Regions from separate parts of the Anas platyrhynchos genome. Here region 1 is linked to region 2. The links are chromatin contacts, called in public Hi-C maps. All regions are on one chromosome and are shown on one strand. Each heading gives the region's core, a stretch centred on a gene start, on an enhancer-like site or on the middle of the called end of the contact. The rest is flanking DNA. Distances are from core to core; before and after follow the strand shown.

Region 1 (5,922 bases), core at 55-2,554, 42 kb after region 2:
ACTAGAGAGTTTCTTCAGAAATGCTCCTCCACGTTTTTCCTCTTGAGAAAGGCCCAGGCTCAACACCAGCATCGTTAGAGCCAAGGATTATAAAACAGCAGAAGGGCTTTTTTCTCTGCTCGATTTTGGGATTCTGCTAAGCTACGCTCAGCCTTATTAGATCATGGCACTGTAAAAAGACTTGTGGAATGCTGCAACTGGTTTTGCTCACCAACTACTTAACTCCAGACCAGATGAGAACTCAGGCAATATGCAATGCATGGGAACTCTCTAGTCTTAAGTTCTGTCCCTCCTCACCCCTCAGTAGCGATTTTGCACTACTGGCTCTGCAAGTAAATCTGCCCTGGATAACTTTCCTTTAAAAGAGGGAAGGTTTGCTTTTCCTTTCTGGGTGCTCAAAAGGACAAGGTATTAAGATAGTTATCTCCCCACCACTTGCATCTGAGTACTAGTGTGTAGTACTCATCATACTGAAGTATCACTGTAAAAAAAAAAAAAAAAAAAAAAAAAAAAAAGTAGAAATAACAGGGGTGAAGAACTTGCTCTTTTCAACACGTATATTCCTCCTTGCTTTCAGAGTCTGTAGAAAAATACCTACTTTCAGTCATAACTGAATAGCTTTTCTGCATTGTGTGCACATTTTTCTCTGCTGTCTCCTACTCTTTAGATGTGACTTATTTTACTGCTAATGGTGTTACAAAAACTGTAGTACTACAGGTGTCATGTGGTAACTTGTAAATAAAATTACTGTAAACACATGGTCAAGTTATTTGTGGTGCTGCTCTGTAAACGTGTGATGTTACCTTAGCTCTAAATCTTAACTGCACTTTCCTGAAGGACCTGCACATTGCACTTAAAGCAGTCTGGTTCTAGTAACAAGTTCCAGGAAACTATGGCATGACAGCAATTATTTCTACACAGTGACTTTGCAACATAATTTTCTAGAAGACAGTAAATCAACACTTATGTCAAACTGATTGTCAGTGGAGCAATAATACATTTTAGGTAAATATCTCTAATAATTCACAAAGCAAGTGGAAAACAAAATTATTTATGGTTGGAAGCAGATAGGAAACTTGCTGTTGTAGGGTTTTGTCCTTGGAGCTTATCAGCTCCAGTAAAGGACTCTCTTCCTATCTAACTGAGAGACTGGTGGAAGAAGTGGTAGCATTCTGAGCTGTGTAGAGAAGACAAAGTGCTATGCTTTAGTTAAAAACATAAAAGATACGCTCCCCTGCTGCATTTTGTTCATGGTTGGTATGCAACAGTCAGAAATAGAGCACCAAGTGCTGGGTGGCTGGGTCCAGAGGTGTGCAGGAAGGAGGAAAGGTATGGCAGGCACTGCTAGGAGCTGATGGGGATGTGTTTATAAACAATATCCCCTTCTAGAAAGCAGTCCTGAGGTGATCTAATCAGCAGTCAGATGTTAAGTATTTCCAAGCAATTTGCCTTCCTGTATGCATGTGTTGTGGATGGCCTGTTCTTAGTACAGCAGTAGATAATATTTAAGGATTTTTGTGCCATTTCTTTGGGGGATGGATGCATCCCTTAGTCAATCCTACAGCATGCTTTAAGAAAACATTAAAATGGCTGAATTTCCTGGGGTGCTGCAGAGGTAAGAGATTTGCTGTTCCCAAATACCTGAGGCTGCAGTCAGTTGTCTTTTACATATCCAGGTAAAAAGTGTCTTTCTAAACCTTACCAGGGAAATAGGCCTTTTTAGAAAGGTATACCTGAGTTGGAAGGGGAAGCAGAGGGATCAGCTCTTTGAAATACATGGTCCTTGATGCTGTTCCTTCCATCACAGCATCCCTATGGAATCATCCCCTGCAGTTTTCTCTTCCATTTCCTTATTGCTTCATTTTTTTTTTCTTTTTTTTTTTTTTTTTTCTTTTCCTGTCAGTGCAGACTGAATGCTGTTTCTTTGTCTGTGAGTAATTAGATTTTCCTCTCTGCCACTATTTGCATTCACCTGGAAGCAGTATTCACTCCAGCTTTGATTTTGTAATCAATTATTATTATTTTCCTCTGAGGACAGTCAATAGATGATTTTCTTTTAAGGTAAAATGATGCTTCCTTGTGAGATGGTACTAGCCAAGGTTCTTAGTACCTTTGGCTATGCAGGCTTTGTTTTGTACAATGGACTTGACAGAGAGATATATCAAGAAGGGTTTTGCCTTCCTTGTGTATTGTGGTGATGGTCATTGAGTGTATTAATTTGAAAAAAAAATTTTTTAGCAAAATTAAGGTTTAGAAAATGTTTGGTGCATTCATTTTGAAAAAATAATTGTGCTAATGCTCTGCAGTGCAAGCACAGCTATTTGAAGGAATGGGCAACAGAGCTCTAGTGGCAATCATGCAGCACTTGCACAGCATGTAGTTTGGAGTTGTTTTGGAACTGCTCAGGAGGGGAAAAGCAGAAAAGAGTTGCAACTCTGGTGAGCCAAAAAACACAATGTGATGCTGTCTAATACTGTTAGCTATATTCAGAATTTAAATAGCACTAAGTATATGAGCAAAGAACAAGTAATTTCAAGATGTGGATATCCAATACTTTGGGCCAGACTTAAGACACTGCCAGCCATATTCTGTTGAAAGTGACTGTATTAATGCATTTATTTTAGACTATAGCTTCCCTTCATGTTTTTATTAAGTAATTAAGAATATTGCTTTCCTTTTACATCAGTCATTTAAAGTAGAGAGAAAGAAATGACCTTTCAGTGTTGCTTGTGTCTTTGAATGACTGGATATGCCAACGTTCCTGTTCCTTAGCTTTCAACTGCTCTTCACCTAATTCTTCACCTTATTCTTCCCTCTAAATATGCTTCTCTGCAGCTGTGACATACAGTCCTTGAGAGCCTGATTCTTTTTAAGGGATTTAGATTAATTAAGAAGCAAATACTTACCATGTGGAAACATTTCTCTGGAAACTGTTCCACTTAAGATGGATCAAACTGTTTCTCAAAGCAGGAGCTGTGACACTGTAGCTTGTGGCCTTTTACCTTAAGGGGCAATTGAGCCTATTTACAGCAAGCATATCAAACTAAATATTTAGTTCAGAGAATAAACATGCTCAAAATAAATGCAGTGCTTCTCAGAATAAAATATTATGCCCATGACAGCTATTGAATGGAATCTCTGACACACAAAAAGCAACCAAACTACAAACAAACAGGTACTAGAAAACAGAAATGTCTTAGGAGTAATCCTCTTGAGTGAATGAAATCCTTGTGTGTAACAGAGTTTGTCTGAAGGTGATGATTATAACCCAAGTGTTTTTGTGGGTAGAGGTGGGCAGCAACAATGAAGCTTGTGGCATTTCTTGTATAAACATTGCTATCTGCAAATTGCCACACACCTCCTCAAACAAAGATAGCAATTAATTAACCAAGAGAGGCTATTTCAGCTCTTAAATTGCTTATTCCAGATATTCGAGTATTACCGTGGCATTCATTTGCACTGAGAATGGATTCATGATGACATTTTTGTGTTAAAGCACTGAAATTTTGCATGTGTGTATTTTGTTTTTACTTAAATGTATGAATCACTTGAATGCCTAGTCATTTTCATTGTAGGAAAAAAAAAAAAAGACCACATTTCAGTGATCCTACATTGCTATTGCCTGCTAACCGTACTTGAATTTGGAGGAGGGAAAATCTTATTTGCTTTTCAAGTGCACACTTCTATGCCCTGGATTATTTTTAGAATCTTCAAGTAAACTAGTAATAATGACAAAATCACTATCTGGTCTGTTCAGGAATAATAAGTACATTTGTATACCCTTTGCAGCTACTTGTGTAGTGAGGAGCTAGCTAATATCTAAAAAGCCTGAAGAAAATGGATACATAAACCCAGCTTGTGCTCTCCTACAAACACAATCCCCATATCGTACTTGCAACTATACCACAGGCGGGCAGCTTCCAGAGATTGGTAGTCGGCAGATGTTATGATGCTATTGAGTGTTTTTTTCTGATGCCGTGGGGTTTTATTAGGTCAGTCCAAAAATATGACCACCCCAGTGCCCTGTCTCCCTCCCCAAGTAAGAGGTGGTGCCAGAGGTGCTTTACCTGGTGTGCCCTTCCAGAGATTTTACCGTTTTTCAATTTGTTGTCTCTTGTAATCCGTTGTTCTTCTTCAGTCCGTCCTGTTGGGAAGGCTTAAACATTGTCCTGGAATTGGATTAATGCCTGGCCTTAGCTGAAGAATGGGCACTCCAAAGGGGACGTGGGCCAGCAGTGGGTGCCTAGGGAGAATGTAAGAACAAGGCGAGTGTATTTTGCCAGAATGCTTTCTTGAACATGCAGAGTTTATTGCTCAGAAATGTTTTCCTATTTCATAGGTTTAATGAACTGTCTACTTAGAATTTTATTTGTATTTCTTATGGCTTAGCCAGTAATTATTTTGAGATCTTTTTGTAATTCTTTGCAGTTATATGATAGCTTTTGTCAAATGTATGTCAGGCTAACACAGATAATCATTGAAAAAATCAGGTTGGAAGGAACTTCTGAAGGTTATCTGGTCCAACCCCTGATGATCACAGTGAAGATGTGGTGACCTGCCTGCCTCTGGACTGCACAAGGCTGAAGAAGACCTACTCAGAAAGAGGAGGATTTTGTAGATCTTTAGTTCTTACTTGCTTGTGTGTTACACTGCTGATTTTTGCAGGTCTTAAGAAATACAGCAGCTGTTAGAGTCAGAGACTTGGGCATGGAATTTACCATTTCACTTTTATTTTTACCCATACTTCAGTCACGTTCACCTGTATGCTATACAGGGTGTTGCTCCTCACAACATTCTTTTTCTGTTTTGACTGGAAGACAGTGTTAGCAAAGAATGTCGTTTATGTTTGTACAGAGCCTTTAGCTACTGTGGAGATGCAAACAATAAGCCCCTCTGTGCTGTACAGGCTGCCCTTCCTGGCACCATCAAGGATGATCCTGGCTGGAGCACACAGGAGAAGGGTGCACCATCATAGTGTGTGCTGTTCCTGCTCTTGGGCTAGGATACCATTCTTCTTGGGCTACCCATTTGCACTTTTCAAGCACTGGGCTTTACACATAGACACAATCTATATTCTAGAAATTAAAAGCCATTTCATGTTACATTCATTATTCATTTTGTCTGTAACAGGGCTATAAGGTATCCAGAGAGCAAAAAAGAATGGAGATAAAATTGCCCTAGAAAAGACATAATAATATGTTTTATTCAGCCTCCCACTAGAAGCCTTGTCTCCATGAAAACCCTAATAAAAGCTGTTAAAGGAAAAGCATAACTATAGCTTAGACCTACGTACTTCAAAGCTCTCCTGCATATTCCAGGAATTGTAGAACTGTTGGACCTGTAATTGTGCCATCTGCTGGTGGAAAGTAGCTACGAATATCATTTATATAAATAACCTTGCTGAATGACTGTTAAACACGACTATTAAATAGCAAAAATTATGATGATAACACTTAAGGATGTTCTGAAAAAAAATTGTATAAATTCTGTAGAACTGTAGCTCCAATGGTTATCAAAGGCTAACCTAGCAACTGTTTAGGGTTCCGTTCACTTCAAAACGGTGAGTGAATGATTTATGTTCTTGTGTGGTGGTTTGTTGATTTGTTTTTTGGTGGTAGTCTTTTTTTTTTTTTTTTTTTTTTTTTAAGCAGGCAGAGTCATAATGTGTGTGCAGTATGACTGGTCAAGGTAGTAAATATGAGGATTAAAAGAAAATTTTGTGGGATGAGGACTGATTTGATCACTCCCCTCCCCCCCCCCCCCCTCCTTCCCCCCCTTTTTCTAGTTTCTGGTATAGGTCTAAGCAATTCCAACCACCTACGAATAAAGTATAACACTCTGTTAGGGAATGAGGCACAGAAGCATGGTGAAACATTGGGTACTTACTTAATATAAATATTAATGAATAGTATTATGCTAGTT
Region 2 (5,340 bases), core at 182-2,681:
GCAGGGCTGCGTTAAGGGGAGACCTTGGGCTGCAGATGGCCAACCAGCTGCACAATGAAACCCGTGAATTCCCTCGGCTTCTGGTCAAACTGAGCCTGATGCTTTGGGGGATGCTAATAAGTTGTAATCTGGAGAATGTACAGTATCTGGAGCCTGCTACAGCAAATTGCAAGTGTTTGGTCAGGAGGTGATGCCTCAGGTGCCTTCTGGCAGCTGGGAGGAGGAGGAGGGCGATGGCTGCACCCACAGGGGTGCCAGAAGGCAGAGAGGTGGGAGATGGCAATGGGAGGAATGTCAGCAGAAAGGGACTGCAGTGTCAGAGCTGAGAGAAACGTTGAAAAAGAGGACAAAGTACGAGCTGTGAGAACCTCAGAGGAGCTGGACCGTCAGCTAACAGCTGCTGGGCGAGTGCTGTCAGTGGGGAATGCAGAGCTGGTGCCTGGGGATGGGGCAGGGGCTGGGCTCCTCAGGCAGGGTTTGGCCCTGGGGATGGTGTGTGTAGGTGCAGGCACACCAAGAGGCGTGAACGTATGTATTTGGGGGAATTTTGGAAGGAACGGGAGAGAGCACAGCTCGAGCAGCTCTAGTTAAATGAAGGAGCTGGGGGGTTTCACATCGGGGCTGCTTTTTGGCTTAAAAATCACTGTAATACGGGCTGGTTACGGAACTGCAGCGTGAAATCAGAGGAGTGAGCACCTCTGCGCTCAACTCCTGTCAGCTCCCGGCCCGGGGCAAGGCTGCTGGGGGCGAAGCGAGCCGTGAGGCAGCAGACAGGCGGAGGTCGCGGCGCCTTCCCCGCCCTGCACGGGCAGCCGGCAGCAACGAGCGCAGCTCGGTGTGAGCACGGCGCTAAGCAGCGCCTGCACAGCCGCGAACCCAGGGCAGGAGGCGCCGCAGCGAGCTCGGCCCCGCTGCCCCCGGGCCGGGCCGTGCCGGGCTCCATTTCCTGCCCCGCCGCCCCCTCACGCCTCTAATGGCGGCGGGCGGCCCGCAGCGCCGCCGCGCCCACCACGTGACCCGCCCGCCGCGCCCCCTCCCCAGCGGCTGCGGTTACCGCAGTCCCCGGCCCCGCCCCCCCGCCCCGCCCCGCCCCGTCCCCACCCAGCCCCGCCCCCATCGCCTCCAGGCCCCGCCCCCTTTGCTCGAGGCCCCGCCTCCCTCTCCCCCCCCCTCCCCCCCTCCCCCCCCGCCCCGCTCGATGCGCGCGCGCGCGGCCGGCGGCGTCTCCTCAGAGCGGCCGCGGCGGGCACGGCGCTGACGGGGCCCGGGGCCCGGCGGGCGCTGCTGCGGAGCGGGCGACGCCTCTCGTCCTCCCGGCCGCCCTCCGCCTCCTCCCGCGCCTCCTCCCCCGCCGCCTCGCCGCCTGCCGTCCCCCCTCCCGCCTCTCTTCCTCCTCCTCCCGTCCCCCCCCCGCGCCCGGTGCCCGCGGTTCCCGGCGCGGACACAACATGGCGGCGGTGTCGGGGGCCGCGGCCGCGGGCGGCTCCGCCAACGCCGGGGGCCCGGAGATGGTGCGGGGCCAGGTGTTCGACGTGGGGCCGCGCTACACCAACCTCTCCTACATCGGCGAGGGGGCCTACGGCATGGTGTGGTGAGTGCCGGCGGCGCGGCCCGGCCCGGCGGGGCAGCGCCCGAGCCCTCCCCTCCCCTCCCCTCCCTTCCCTTCCCTTCCCTTCGCCTCCTTCCCTTCCCTTCCCTTCCTTTCCGTTCCCTTCCCGTCCCTCGCGGCCCGCCCTGGCTGCGGGGAGCGGCCCCGGGGTAGCCCCGCGGCCCTGCCCCCCCCCCCCCCCCGCCATCGCCCCGCCGCCTCCCCCCCGCTCCCCGCCCGCCTCAGCGCGGCCGGGCCCGGCCCCAGCCCCAGCCCCGCGCTTCGGGGCCCGGCTCCGTGAGGGGCCCGTGGGGTGCTGCTGGGGTCCTGCACCTCGCCGTGTGCCCGCCCCAAAAAAAAGTCTGAGCCCCCCCCCAAAAAAAAATGGGGTCTGGGCGTGCTGCCCCTGTCGGGGCGCGGTGTGAGCTCCGCCCGGGCATTGTGTGCGGGCAGGTGGCACCGCGCCTCGGCCCCGCTGGGCTGCAGGGTGCCGGCAGAGCTGGTGCCGAGTCCCGCTAACGAGCAGCCTTAGGGAGCTAAAGGGGTGAGCTGCCAAATTCCGAAGGACGGCGGTGAGATGGTGGCGGTGGTTTTTTCCTTTTTTTTTTTTTCTTTTTTTTTTTTTTTTTAGTAGCCTAGATGTGCAGGGGTGAGCTGCGATGCTGCTGCAAGATAGCGTATCTACTGACTGGGTGATGCCTGGCGTGCGCGGTGATCTCGCCTCGGGTTCCTCGTTCCGTCCTCCTCAGTAGTTAAAGAAACTTAATTCTGCAGTTACTGGAGGAATTCAGAAAACTTTTTCTGATGTTGCTCTACCAACTTTGTTCCAACACTGCTGCTGTTCTTTCGGCACATTTTTTGAGGTGCTAAATGAGGTTTATGGGCCATGACTTCATGAAAGCTGTATCAGCATTAATTTCTCTCTCTGATGTTTAATCTTTTTGTACACCAGTACACTTCTCAACAAAGGCTCTTCACAGCCTTCAGCTATATGTTGCGGATTTTTATAGCTATAGGTTTTTGTGTATAGTCGCCGAATTGTGCTGGCCTGTTGAGATGAAGTCATCCTGCCTTTCAGAATGGAAGCTTTCATCTAGGCCCGAGCTTAGCTGAGAGATAAGCCTCTGTTAGAAAGTTCTGAGTCGTGGCCTTCACTTTTCTGCTGTGGGAACAACCTCCAAGGTATTAATCAGAAATGCTGTTAACAGGGTAAAAATTATTTTTGGTTTAGTGTTAGAAGTCACAACAACACATCCAGTCCAAAACTTGCGCTGATGAACCTTGTGGTGCAAATGTTGTTATTGTGTGCTTTATCACCCGAGCTAGCACAACTAAGCCAGTGCAGATAACCTCGGCGCTAACTGCGCTGGTTTACACTTGCAGCCTGATTTAGGAAAGTACACGGGAGCTTTCGATATGCGTGCTGTGCACCGTCCCGTTCGTATCAACGGGGTGTTAGAAAGCGGTAACACACAGGCATCATGTGAAAGCTGAAGTATTTCACCACCGATCACAGATTGCAAGAAGCAGCACCACGGCGGTGGATGCCCTTTTTTGGCATCACTATGCTGGTGAGCAGATAGAGGGAAAACAGGGTCACTTTCTTCCCCTCCAAATCATATGTTGCTCTGGTACTGAAACCGTTTTTACTCCCAACCTGCAGAAGGTTATCTGCTATTTAAAAACTTACTCCCATAAATCGTGTCTGCTTTGGATGCTGCATGTAGTTGCTTAAAAAAATACAAATCTCCAGTGTAATTGAAATACACATTTGGCTCCTGCATTTTCTCCTCTTAAGATACTAATTGGAAATACGAAGCTTGTTATGCTGTGCTCTTGATTATTGATCTCTGCCTTGGGTGTGAAATGACAGGGAACAAAGTCTCAGTTTATGCTGTGTACTCGATAAGGAAAGTGTTGGATGCACATGTTCTAGCTAAATGCCATAGCAACTGTAACGTGCTGTAGTGCATAGCACACAAGCAACTATGATTAAGTAGCTTTACTTACAGATCAGCGGGGTATAGCTTGTGCAGATTAATGCTGCCTGTTTCTTACCTTGCTTTGATTGCTAATGCAGTGAGCATCTGCAGAAGCATCTCCCTTTGGGGTGGGGGGTGGTAGAGGGCAAGCTGTCAGGGTGCAGGTGGAGACATTTCCCGCTAGTGTAAAATCCATTTAAATCTGTACACTTAAGTGAAGGACAGCAAAGCAGGCCTTAATGGCTTTCTTTTAGACCTTCAGCTAATGCGTGTGACTGGGGAGATGGGAGATGCTCGTTACTTACAAGTGCATTGTGCTGTAAGGCACAAGGTGGAAAACAAGTGACTTAACTCTTCAAATCCTTCACTCTCTTCCTTGTTTTTCCTAATGTGCATATTTCTGGATTATTGAATTAGGGAGTTTATAGCAAAATAAAAATATTTTAATTGTATTACTGCAAAAAAGGGCAAATGAAGTATTCTTAGGAGGCTGCTGTTACAGTCAGCCTTCCATTTTGATTTTGCAGCACTGAATAATGTTTGACAAATACTGATCAAAACCTAAAATAACAGCACAGGAAACAGGGAAATGTTGACTGAATACACTGCGCACGAGCGTTCTCTTATCTTATTTGAAAACCCGTAAAGGCGTTCAAGGATTTCTCTCCGTTTTCTCTATTGCATCGTCATTTTTAACCTAATTGGGTTTTCAGTTAGAGAATAAATAAAAAGCCTCAACAGAGCAATGTATTTACTGCTGTGCTGTGGTTGCACTGTGTCAGCAGAACAGCATATTACCAGGCAACCCCCCACCTTAGTGTCCTCCAGTGAAACTCTGCCAAAAACGTTCATCCTTTGGTGGAGGCTTGCATCTTACTCAGCACTTTTGCTGCTGGGCGTGAAGTGGTTAATTAGTGCATATCCATGCGAGCATCCCCTTCTGAACTGTTTTTTCGCTTTTGGTGTTTTTGCATGTGGAACTAGGGAATGAGCACAGTGCAAACCAAGCCTCAGCTGAAATCCTCAGCACTTTGTAGGACTGCAGGACATTCTTTGAGCAATTATTTAGTCATACTGTCATGTTTGTTGCTCTAAATTAATTTATCCACATACATGCAAATGTGTTTATTTTTTTCTTCTTTTCTTTTGTTAAGAGTTACTTTCAGGGGTTTTGGTGTGAAGTTCTTGTGACGTTCCCTTTCTTCCAGTGGTAGGGGATTATCGACCTGAGAGTCAGCTAGAAATGACTTTCATACTGAAAGTTTCACAACGCAAATACAAACTGTGAAAGGTTTCTGAAGCTGCCTCTTCCTCCCCATTTTTTTAAAGGAGGCCTGTTAGCAGGCTGTATTTTAAACACATTGAAACAGTGATAAAAATAGGATTGGATTTAGCCTTGTATTTCCAGCATGTATTGTTCTTTGTCTGTTTGGTTGGTGCTGTCTTGGCAAGATGACCACTTGATGGTTTAAAACAAGTCCTTTCTGGAAATAAATGGTTAATGGGAATGCAATAAGGATGTTCTGGTTTATGTTCTGGTTTTTGGAAGCCCTTTTTGTTATCAGGCTTATGTGAGCACAAAGTGTTATCACTGCTGCAAATCCTGTACATAAATAATAAAGGTGAATGCAGACAGAAGAAAATGATCTTGAAGCTCAAATCTTGCCTTTCTCAACCTGACTTTTAATGTGTTGTGAGATGTGTTTAATATTTTCTTTCCAGACTGTCCAAATTAGACGACAAGGTAGCATTTGCCATCCCTGACAGGGT

What was found. A called contact is a pair of places that touch in the nucleus more often than the background predicts.
Region 1: a Hi-C map of F5 follicle shows a contact between it and region 2, with 2.7 times the contacts expected there. The contact joins the enhancer-like site here to the promoter of MAPK1 in region 2. A contact is called at or near these places in 2 of 8 Hi-C or Micro-C datasets (F5 follicle and skeletal muscle).

What each region holds. Positions count from the first base shown.
Region 1 is chr16:10,155,982-10,161,903 of IASCAAS_PekinDuck_T2T, forward strand. It overlaps LOC106017615 (a long non-coding RNA gene), which reads right to left. Exons shown (of 5, transcript XR_002402937.4): 3 at 4,068-4,243. Among named protein-coding and RNA genes, the nearest start is that of YPEL1, 13 kb to the right of the region's middle. Within about 2 kb of position 1,305, at least 3 of the 8 cell types and tissues checked have an H3K27ac peak or open chromatin away from gene starts, as enhancers often do. A contact at or near this core is called in F5 follicle, where this site is marked.
Region 2 is chr16:10,113,381-10,118,720 of IASCAAS_PekinDuck_T2T, forward strand. It overlaps MAPK1 (mitogen-activated protein kinase 1), which reads left to right and starts at 1,432. Exons shown (of 8, transcript NM_001310807.3): 1 at 1,432-1,591. The coding sequence starts at 1,449.